2 separate regions of the Pogona vitticeps genome follow, and region 2 is linked to region 1. A link is a contact called in public Hi-C data. All regions are on one chromosome and are shown on one strand. The core of a region is the stretch at or near the end of the contact, and the rest is flanking DNA. Distances in the headings are between cores, read along the strand shown.

Region 1 (5,863 bases), core at 395-2,894:
ATATAAAGACCCCGAGATATGAGAGATGATGATTTTTCAGATCTCCTGCACTTGTTATCAATTACTCTATTGGATTTTCAGATTTCTTGGACTATGAACCCCATCATTCCCCGTTCTGGGAGATCTAACTGGCTTACGCATAACTAAATGTGGCTCGCCTTGGAGGAAAGGCCTGAAAAACCAAAAAGCTTGGAGACTGAGCTAGGCCGAGTTCCACCCAAACTTCCTGTTCCTGCCCCAGTGGGAGCTGGGAGCTTCCTTTCTGTACAGGAAACTAGGCCGAGCTTGGCCTAGCCCAAACTCAAAGCTTTCCAATTTAGGCCTTCCTTCCAGGTGAGCCAAATTCGGGGGTCGGCAGAGTAGGTGCAAGACAGGCAGAACTCCCAGCATGGGGAATGATGGGATTTGTAGTCAAAGAATTCCAAAAATTTCCATCCCGACTTGATAAACCTCTCTAATTTTGATATTCATCCTTGTTCTTCCTTCCAGGACACCGTCCTTCCAGATTTGCTCCAGATGGGTTGGGTTATGAACTCGGCTTCACAATTGTCAATGAGAACTTGACCAACACCGATCCATCCTCTCCAGAATATAAAGAACTGGAGTCTGCTGTGAAAGAGAGGGTGAGGATTTTTTTTCCATTGATAAAATGGAATTTATCCATGATAAAATGTGCAAGAGAGCCAGAAATAGGAGACTCAGCCAAACAGGTTTCAGCATCTGGCTGTGGAGACAGCGGTTGGGAGTTCGAATCCCTCACAGTGCCTCCTTGACAGCGGCTGGACTAGATGATCCGTAGGGTCCCCTCCAGCTCTAAGAGGATGATGATGATGATGACTCCTTCGATAACCTTGAACCAGCTGCCCTCTTGGGCAACCTTACAGGGTCGTTATGAGGAGAAAGCTGGATGAGGAGACACATATAGATCATCTAAATGTGGGATGAAAAAGGAATTAAGAATGATAATATCCTCTTGGTCATATCTAACTCAATCTTTACAGGGTTTTTCTTCTTCTTTGAAAAATCCATTGGATTGTTCAATTTTTATTGCCATTTAAGTTTTTAATTTCTGTTTTGATTTTCGGAGGCAAAGGAGTTGATTTTCCGCAAACAAAAATACTGTATCTCATTTCAGCTCAACCGCCTCTTCCGACAGAGCCCCATCAGCAACGGATTCAAAATTTGTGTTGTTACTGGACTGAGGTCAGTTTTTTGTGTGTGTGTGTGTGTGTGTGTGTGTGTGTGTGTGTGTGTGTGTGTGTGTGTGTGTGTGTGTGTGTGTGTGTGTGTGTGTGTGTGTGTGTGTGTGTGTGTGTGTGTGTGTGTGTGTGTGAGAGAGAGAGAGAGAGAGAGAGAGAGAGAGTGTGTGTGTGTGTGAGAGAGAGAGAGAGAGAGAGAGAGAGAGAGAGAGAGAGAGAGATTTCCCCAAACCCCCCGAATAACTGGCCTACAATTCCCATCATATCCGGCCAGTTTAGGGGATAATGGGACTTGGAAGCTAACATAACAATTGAGGAAAGCCGATTATTTCTTTTTCTTACCATTTTATCCCGGGGTATCTGGAATATCTTCACATTTCCTAGATCCCATTATTACATGATATATATTGACAGAAGGTTATTCCTCCTTTAGGATTGGCTCAGTCATCGTTGATTGTAAGTGTTACTTTGATCCTGAAATTAACATCAGCAAAGAGATGGTCAAGGAGACGTTTCAACGGGAGACGCGAAACGGGACCTCCCAGTGGCTGGGCCAGAGGTTTCAATTTAAAGGCATGACTGTGAGAGGTGCGTACGCCATTTTGAGGGCCACCAGTAGTGGCCATCTCGGCAACAGTCTTTAATGGACGCCTGACACCCTTGTTTGGCCCGACAAAAAGTCCCGAATCTAAGGGGGACCAATGAGAGTGGCTCAATGGGTCCTACAGAAGCATTGACTTTCAAATCAGTGGGTCTACTGGAGGAGCCCTACAGCCCTCTTCCCTACTTACGTTGCTCTCATTGAGCTCCACTGTTCCTCTCCAGTAGAGTAACCCTAAGAATCCATGACACATTAGTTTTGACCTACAGAGCTTCATCCAGAACTGCCATCTCTCCATGTAGACCAGAAATGCTGGACTACGACCTCTTTTGAATGACAACTCCCATTCTCCCCTACCACTGCCAGCTAGAGCTTCTCCAAGTTGGCTATCCAGAACACCTAGAGAAGTGATTCCCAACCTTGGGTCTCCAGATGCTCTTGGACTGCCGTAAAGTCCTTGGGCGATGTGGTTGCAAAAAAAGGCCAATGTGACTTCAGGCTACATGAACAGAAGTCTAGTCTCCAAATCCCGTGAGGTTCTCATTCTCCTCTATTGGGCATGGGTTAGGCCTCCTCTTGAGTTCTGGGTCCAGTTCTGGACACTGTAGATCAAGAAAGATGCTGAGAAATTGGAAGAAGTTCAGAGGAGGCCAACAAAGAGGATCAGGGGGATGAAAACCAAGCCCCAGGAGGAGGAAAGACAGAAAGAACCGGGGCATGTTTAGCCTTGAGGAAAGGAGGAGAGGGAGGAGAGCATTTTTCAAATACCAGTGGTGCCTCGCTTAACGATTTTAATTGTTTCCAAAAAATTCATCGCTATGGGAAAACATCACTAAGCAAAACGCGTTTTCCCATAGAGATGCATTGAAAACCGGATAATCTGTTCCAATGGGAACGGATTACCGTCCTTAAGTGAAAATCGCCACAGGAAACATCGCTAAGCGAAATGCAGTTCCCCCATTGGAATGCATTGAAACCTTTTCAATGCATTTCAATGGGGGAGAGAAAAAAATCACCAAAAATTCAAAAAGAGTCAGAACGAAGCCAAATTTGGTTAACAAAGGGTTTATTAAGTGCACTAACGATTTCAAGCACTCTAAACCGTTTTTAAACAATTTAACACCTTTAAAAAATAGCGAAAACGGAGCTGACAAAAACATCGCTATGCGAAACAGGGGGACCTAAACTGTCGTCGCTAAGCGAAGCAAGGTCCCGAACATCGCTATGCGAAATTACCCCATTGGAAACATCGCTAAATGGAGCACAAGATCGCTCCAAAAACCTCATCGCTAAGCAAATACATAGTTAAACCAGGCAATCGCTAAGCGAGGCACCACTGTACTCTGAAAGGTAGTCCTACAGAGGAGGGGTAGGATCTGTCCTCCATCATCCCAGAGTGCAGGACATGTCAGAATGGGCTCAAGTGACAGGAAGCCAGATTTCGGCTGAATAGCAAGAAAAAACATATTAACAGAGCAGTATGACAATGGGACCCATAACCTCAGGAGCTGGCGAGCGCTCCAACGCTAGAGGCATTCAAAGAAAAACTGGATCAACCTCTGTCAGATCTGCCTTGATTTGGATTCCTGCCTCGAGCAGGGGGTTAGACTTGATGGTTTTGGGGGCCCTTTCCAACTCCATGATTCTAGGATTCTGTGACTAAAACTCTCAGATGACTTCACCACCGGTGGTGCTGGTGAGGATTTCTGAGTGTTTTAGTCCAAGAACATATGGGGACTCAAGGTTGGGAACTCCTGAGCTAGAGGACCAAGGTAACAAGTCTTTTCTGGACAAGATCAGAGCAATGGCCTACATTTCTTAAGGTTCATCTACATGGCAAAATTGGCACGGTCTGATGCCGGTTCATGGGGCTGGAACATTGGCAAGGGTGTTGAATTGCTTTGCTGTACTTTAAAAGATTTCACGGAAAGGATTCCAAGATTTTCCCCAAACCATAAATCTGAGAACCGGATGCTTGAAATGGTATTAACTGGATATGAATGTGTCCCAAAGAGGGGCCCTCAGCTTTGCTTCTGATCTTCCTCCTCAGCTCTGGATCCAGCCATTGCAGCCGTCACGGACACCCCGCTGCTCGAGCTGAATCTGAAGAACTTTGTGGTTAATTTCACCATCACCAACCTGCCATTCCGTGGGCCAATGGAAAACCCGGATTCGGAGGTCCACCGGAACGCCAAGACAAGTATTGAAGGAGAGGTATGTGTCCCAGAAAAATGGACAGAAATGTAGGTAGAAATCTCCTTGAGCCATCCTCTTCTGTTGCTCCAAGTGGTTCAGAAACACAACTCCCATTGTCCTTCCCCCACTGGCTGGGACTGCTGGGAATTGTAATCCTTCCCTCGGAGCAGAGTCAGGTTCATCCAGATTAATGCTTCCCCCCCTCCCCCCAGTTTCTAAACTGTGTTTAACCATATTTTTATTAATTTCTCCTGAGTCCAGCTCACACGGCTTTATGAACAGAGCACTTTAAAGACCGAATTCATAGGGTGCTCAGTGGAACACCTCAGGTGAGTTTTTTTAAAGGGATTATTTCTCTCTACCAGCATCATTTAATTAATGAGATGAAAGCATTTTATAAAAGTGAGATCCCCTGTGTTATGGTGGACAAATGGCCAACGAGAACTTAGGAGACCTGGGTTCAAATCCCAGCTCGACCATGGTAACCCACTCACTCAATGTGGCTCACTCTTTTTTGAAAAAAAGATGTATAATAGGATCCCTGTTATCTGAAGGGGATTGGTACCAAGCCCACTCGCAAATGCTGAAAAATGTGGATAATAGCAAACACTATTGTAATAGCAAATACTGTACATAGCATGGCCTCTGACTCCCTCTAGTGACCAGTTTTAGCAATATCACCTTTAGAAATATATATTGCTAGGATATTTCTTTTAATATTTTCAGACAGTGGATAAGTGAATCAGTGGATAGTGATCCCATGAATATGGAGGCCCCCCTGTATAGCAATAGTAGTTGTTTGGGTTATTCAACATTTCATCTCTTCCCGTTTTGTCAAAGTGCAACTGACTGGAAAGATCAAACCGGCGTCGGTGCTGTCTGTGCATTTGAAGCCAATTCTGGTCCGAGGCATTTGGACGAAAGGGTTGTGTACGACATTTTTAACAACCTGACCAACAACTGCTCCATGTTGGGGAAATACACACTGGATCACAGGAGCCTGGTTGTGAACGGTGAGGAAAGGCCGGCGGTGTGAGATCCATAGACGATATGGAATGTGTTGCGTAAAATTTATGCACAATAGAATTCCTCTTCATTCTTCTGTCCTTGATGGTTTTTTCTGCCTTGTTTCATTCCAGGTTATCCCTCATCAGTGGCCCTGATGACCGAGGAAACAGGTAACTATGAGGCGATGGGTTTCTTCTCACTTGTTTGAGTCCCTGAAATCAATTCAGGACCTTGGACAGCAGCTTTGAAGTCCATGGCAAGATCAGGAGTGGCTTCTATGAACCCACGAAATTGGATTCGTTGCTCCTTCCACCGCTGCTTGGGGAAGGTCTCGCTGCGGCTCAGTTTTCAAAATATTAATCCTCTCTCTCTCTTTTTTTCAAAGGGCTTCCTTTCTGGGCCATCATCCTCATCTGTCTCTCTGTCCTGCTGGGATTCATACTCCTCTTCGTTATCTGCTGCTTGGTAAGTCCGTGGTTTCAAACGTGATCCACTGGGTGGAAAGCCGAGTCATGAATCCCACTGCCGGCCCATTTATCCGTCCCTTAATTATAACTCCTGGCGAGTCAAGCTCTCTGGAAGTACCTTGAAAACAAATATTCAAGGCGGGAGTACGGCTAAAACTCTATCCCATTGGGGTCGGCCAAGCCGATAAAATGGTGATGAGGCTGGTGCATTTATGTGTAGAATCCTTATTTATTTATACTTTCCTTCCCAAAACCAGACAAACTTTTGTAAGAAAAGGAGAGCCAGCAAATATACAGACCAGCAGGGCATCTGGAATACCTACTTCCCACACCTGGATATGTGGAACAATGGGGGGATATGAATGTCGGAAGGTTTGGCGTCAGGAACACTC
Region 2 (5,903 bases), core at 948-3,447, 260 kb before region 1:
CAAAGCTAGAGTTTTAAAGAATTTTCTCTCTGTTGTCACAAAGCAGAATTATGATGCTACGACAGCATCTCAGGTGACCTCACCTTTGGCTGGTTGGGAGCCCTTCTCACCGTGTCATCGCTTGGGGATGAAGATGGGCCAGCAAGTCCCAACTTTTGTCTCTCTGGTAGAAAGCTGAACCACGTTTCACAAGAGATGACAAGTGGTTGGCTAGAATCCTGGAATCTTATGGGCGGATGGAATTCCTTGAATCTTCTCTAGACTGACTCAGATGATTCCAGAACGTAAGGCCTTCAACAACTGACTGTGCAATGCAGTAGCGAAATAAAGAGGAATGCCCATGGACTGGAAGGTGGTGTCAAGCTTGGTGTCCACATCAAGGGATCTGAGTGTACTACTTTGTTTTGACGTGGTGAGAACTCACCTGGTGTTCTGTGTCCCTTTTGGACACCCTTGATCAATGGATCCCAACCTTGGGTCCTCAGGTGTTCTTGGACTACAAGTCCCAGAATCCTTCACTACTTGTGGTGTTGGTCAGGATTTCTGGGAGCTGCAGTCCAAGAGCACCAAGTTTGGGAACCACTGTCTTAGATTCAGCTGGATGTAGACCAGAAGACCAAGCCTGGGGTCCTTTTGAGGAGAAAGGCAGGGTAAAAATATTTTAAATAAATAAGCACATGAAAGAGGGTGCAGAGGGAGCTGTGTAGGGCATTGAGAAGAAATAGGAAACCCAGCTTGAGATACTGGTTCGTGCAAACAAGGCAGCTGATTTTTTTTTTCAGATTTTCCGCATCTCACAGAAAGGAATAGCAAAGATAAACACACATACACTCTCTCTCTCCCCCTCTCTGGAAAAACCCAACTCTCTCAATGGCTTCCCTGAGGAAAAAGATGCTGTTGCAAAACTCCATCATTAAGTTGGGTATCTATGAAGAAGCAGGATTTATTTTTTTCTTAAACGAACCAAACCAATCGTTCGGCTCTGTGGAGGAAATATGACAGGCTTGTGTTCAGTTTTTCGCGCTCTCAAAGCGAGGCGACGCCCAAATGCATCTGACCAAACCCACTCAGAATGAAAGTATCTTTTTTGCCCCCCAAGGCACGAAAGCAAATGAACAGGAAAAACGGACAGTATTTACAGAAAGAAAATGAGACTTCACCGTTGTCAGCTTAGCACTGGGGCATAAATGGATACCTGAGCACGGAGGGGGCTAGAAATACAGGTGGGGAAGAATTTATTTGAGTATATTTTAGTAGATCGGCATATTGCTTTGCACTGAGGAAAGGAGGGACTTGATTTTTTTTCCTTTAATAACCTCAGCGTGACTTCACCCATTTGTGATTAAATACAAATGTCGTAGCTTCCGTGTCAGGTTTGGGGGTGTGGCGCTGTTTTGGCTAGGTAAAGGGTTTAATCCTCAGGGAAAATATGTTTATTCTAGGTGAATCCTAGAATCATGGAGTTGGAAGGGGCCTCTGAGGCCATCGAGTCCAATCCCCTGCTCAAGGCAGGGATCCAAATTAAAGCAGATCCAGTTTTCTCTTGAAGGCCTCCCGCTTATCACCTCCCGAAGTCATGGGTCCCATTGCCGTACTGCTTTAACTGTTAAGTGTTTTTTTCCTGATATTCGGCCCAAATCTGGCTTCCTGTCGCTTGAGCCCATTCTGATGTGTCCTGCACCCTGGGATGATCAGGAACAGATCCTGCCCCTCATCTGGATTACCCTTTAAGTATTTGAAAAATGCTCTCCTCAGTCTTGTTTTCTCAAGGCTAAACACACCCATTTCTGTCCACCTTTTCTCCTAGGGCTTAGTTTCCAGTCCCCTGATCATCCTTTATCCCATCCTCTGAACTAACCCCAGTTTGTCATCATCCTTCTTCAAGTGTGGTGTCCAAAATTGAAACACAGGACTCCAGGTGAACCCCAACAAGTTCTGAATAGAGGGGAACTAGTCCCTGGTGGGATTTGGAGACTATACTGCTTTTATTGATGTGTAGCAGAATTGCATTTAAAGATGCGACTTTAGATCCTGGACCAAAAATTCTGGCTTCGTTGATTTTTTTTTCCTCATTGCTGTTTGCATTTATTGATTGATTTGTGAGAAATCTGGCCCATTCTTAAATACATGTTTAAAAAATAATAAAGAGAAATCATCTATTCATCCCTGATATATTATTCTGGAAATCTGGTTTCTGTCCCATCTCGTGATCAGAACAGAAGGGAAGGAAGGTGTGCTGGACTGCAGCAAAATTGTTATTTATAAAAGACAGGCACCCCTGCTTTAAAACCAATTCCCCAAATCCGGCATGAATGCCGGTGGGAAGCCGTGAAAATATCTGACAGCATGGATTTGCAGCCACACGCACAACCAACAGCCACAGTGTTTTGCACAAACATTCACCACGAGAGTTGCACAACCACTTGTGTGTGCCCCTTCGTGTTGACATGGGAAATCCGCAAGGGTTGGCTTATAATTCTTTTTTTTTAAAGGATTTTAAAGTGCTATAACTGTTCATACAGGTTGGATACCCTGTTGTCTCCTTCCTCGCCTTTTCCATTCCAGGCAGGATCTCACCGTATTTCAATACTTCAATCAGAGGATAAAGGATTTTCAGGCCCGTCAACCCGATATGGGCCACGGAGGGGCCAGATCCATCCTTCCCTTCCGACGCAGGAGAAAACAAACTGTTTCTGATCTCTGACTGAAGGGCTTTCTCTTTTCTGTTCTGCTTTTTCTTTTTGGGAGCTGGTTGAGAAATCATAGAATCATGGAATAATGGAGTTAGAATGGGCCTCTTAAGGCCATCAAGTCCAACCCCCCTGCTCAAGGCAGGGATATAAATTAAAGGATGTCATCTTTGATAAAACCTCACTCTTCCTTCTTCTTTCCTCTGCAGGGAAGGGGGAGAAAGACCCAGGCCACCGGCTTTCCCTTCCTAATCTGTTTTGGAGGAGGTGGGTGCATGTAGGAACTTGTTGTGGGCAAAAACTAGAAGCAGTTTACAGGTGGAAGAGTATTTGTCAGGAGGAGAACTATCTCAGTCCGTTGTTTTTGTTGTTTAGTCGTTAAGTCGTGTACGACTCTTCGTGACCCCATGGACCTGAGCATGCCAGACCCTCCTGTCTTCCACTGCCTCCTGGAGTTGGGTCAAATTCATGTTGGTGGCTTCGATGACACTGTCCAACCATCTTGTCCTCTGTTGTCCCCTTCTCCTCTTGCCTTCGCTCTTTCCCCAACAACAAGATCTTTTCCAGGGAGTCTTTTCTCATCAGATGGCCAAAGTATTGGAGCCTCAGCTTCAGGATCTGCCCTTCCACTGAACACTCAGGGTTGATTTCCTTCAGAACGGATAGGTTTGTTCACCATGCAGTCCAGGGGACTCTCAGGAGCGTCCTCCAGCACCGTAATTCAAAAGCATCCATTCTTCGGTGGTCAGCCTTCTTTAGGGTCCAGTCCATTGTTAGTAAACCAATAAAGGGTGTTGTGGTACCTCAATAACTAACACATTTATTGTGGCTCAGATTTTCATGCTTTCCATTCCCTGGGGTCCCTGGAGTGTTGTCTTAAGTGGACAGGTAGCTGGTGCATAGGTAAGTATGACCTAAAATGTGGATTATTGCATGGATTTTGTGTGGGCCCTTCTGAAAATGGTGCACTTAGCTTTTATTGGCTACCAGAACACCTGTAAAGGCTACGTCTTTAATACAGGGCCAAATTGTTAAGGCACACTGTAGGGCCTTATTCTCTGAGAAGCCTCCGCCTTATCTATGGACCCATGGGGGACCCATGGAACTGATCTGTCGAGACTCCTGCTACCATGTGGTTCCTTTGGCAGTCATTCAGAGGAGCTTATTATTCAGCATCCAGGTGTATTTTGCAAAAGGATGCCACCTTTCTGTTTTGGCGCATAGGTTGAACAGATTCACAAATTAAATTAAAAAGCAGGAAAAAGAACTCCTTAATAATATTCCTCTCCTTGGAATTATATGTGTCCCAAACACTATGATTTTTAGGTGCATGTTGAAATCTCGTTGATTTGTATGGCTTTTATGTACAGCTTGGACTAGTTATGTGTCTTACAATCAACTTATAGCAACTCTAATAGAGGTTTCCAGTTAAGTGAGATATTTAAGGTTTTACAAAGTTCTACTCCCTCCACGTAGGGCTGAGTGAGGATTCAGACTGGTCTCTAGAATTGTAGTCTGTCACTATATTGTCTACTGCACCACACTGGGTGCCATACATTTATTCATCTGAATACAGTATATAACATATAGGGGGTTCGTGTTGGCTTTATACTGCATATTTCTATTGATTTGTTTAAACCACCAGCGTCAGGAGCTTATGAATAGACATATGTTGATGGTAAAGGAAAGGAATTTAAATAGCGAGGCCTCTGGAAATAAATACAAGTGGTGACAGGTAACTTTGAAGTTTTGATGCATGAGTCACAATTGCAGTGACCATTGCAAAGCCATATTGATAACACACCCATCCTAGCAGTTACAAAATGAGCTTTCTGATTTGCTGGGTGAAACCCTGGAAGGGAAAGGGCAGAGGGATCCTAAAGATGGAAAGTGTCTTTGGCATGGGGCTGAATTCAAGAGGAAACAGAAAGAAGAACCAAAGCAGAAAGCACATCACGCAGGGCAAAAGGAGAGATTTATGGCTTACTGGAGTGGTCTGTTTTTACTCCCTGAGAGAGTGGTAGATATATCAGCTTTAAGGGGAAGAGAGTATGTATCTCACTGAGGGTGAAGTTGTATATCGGGAAGAGAAGACAAGGTGTTAACTGTCTGGTACATTCTTGCTGTGTAGCTTGGAGAATACTCTAGAGGAAGCCGGACAGTAGTCATTGGGGAACTACCAGAGAGATGCCGTTGTTGAGAAACAGATTGCTTTTATGATTGAAATCTCAAGTATTTTTTTTTTTTTTTTGCTAGTTTTCACAAACTCTTTGCCCCTGGGGGTTTTAAGATACGTATGTTTTCCCTGGCTTGTATCTCTGAACTTGACCATTCAAATTTGGAAGCTATTTCTAGTTGAGTTTGGTGTATGTGTATCCTGCCATTACTTTGAGAGATGTTGGGAGCAGGGGCAGACCAGCGAAGGAAATTCACGGACGTTAAACGCCGGTCTGATATCTTAGCAGATTTTCAAACCCAAAGAAGACTGTGGAGAAGCCCAGTTGTCCTCTATTTGGTCGCCTGGACAAAACTCTTAGTCACCATAGGTGCGTCATCCTTTGGTTAACTGCAGATCTGTTCTCTTCTGTTAACAGGCCCTAAAGCAGACTAAGTTGATTCCAAAATCTGCCCCATCATAGAGCCAAATGTTAATTTTCTGACTTGAAGCCCAGTACTTTGACCACTCAGTCAGACTGTCCTCAGACTGGAACTGTAAATTCTACTGCTCTCCTGGCCCAACACTTCTGCCCTGCAGATTTCTGTTCTTAAAATAGCTGGGGGAAGCAAGCCATTTCCTTCCTGTTGTATACAATGACAGGGATGTTTAAGGCCTCAGGTGATAAGAACACCCCTTCTTTCCAGGTCCTTCATCCGGTGTTGGTATAGATGTTCACATGTCTGTTCGGGAAAGAGCTGAAACCTGTGGAGTTTTAACACATAGTTCTCCATCTCTAAGAAACTGTGTTGAGGCAGGATGGTTTTACATAAAAAGCAGGGTGCTGCTTCCACACTTCTCCCTGCATTCTGGCTCCTTCCTTATAAGTTGCACTGTATTATATGCCTCTTAAAAAGTTACATTGGAGTCTCTTTTATTCTCTTTTCCCCCCTCTCATTTGCAGTTCAGTAGCTGGAAAGTGGAATGAATTGAAATAAATCTTGCCTTTATCTAGATATTGTGGTATCATTTAGAACAGATAAAACCCCACCAGGGCT

What was found. Hi-C and Micro-C count contacts between places; a contact is called where the count stands out from the background.
Region 2: a Hi-C map of muscle shows a contact between it and region 1, with 7 times the contacts expected there. The contact joins the promoter of LOC110090585 here to the promoter of LOC144583970 in region 1. A contact is called at or near these places in 2 of 2 Hi-C or Micro-C datasets (blood and muscle).

What each region holds. Positions count from the first base shown.
Region 1 is chr7:15,827,573-15,833,435 of PviZW2.1, reverse strand. It overlaps LOC144583970 (mucin-16-like), which reads left to right and starts at 1,644. Exons shown (of 7, transcript XM_078378835.1): 1 at 1,644-1,787; 2 at 3,851-4,014; 3 at 4,258-4,325; 4 at 4,837-5,009; 5 at 5,136-5,174; 6 at 5,390-5,469; 7 at 5,729-5,863. The coding sequence starts at 1,697. The coding sequence ends at 5,833. LOC144583971 (a long non-coding RNA gene) reads left to right here. Exons shown (of 3, transcript XR_013537919.1): 2 at 490-623; 3 at 1,136-1,420.
Region 2 is chr7:16,085,291-16,091,193 of PviZW2.1, reverse strand. It overlaps LOC110090585 (actin-like protein 9), which reads right to left and starts at 2,197. Exons shown (of 1, transcript XM_020814261.3): 1 at 1-2,197. All of the region lies in intron 1 of GATAD2A (GATA zinc finger domain containing 2A), which reads left to right.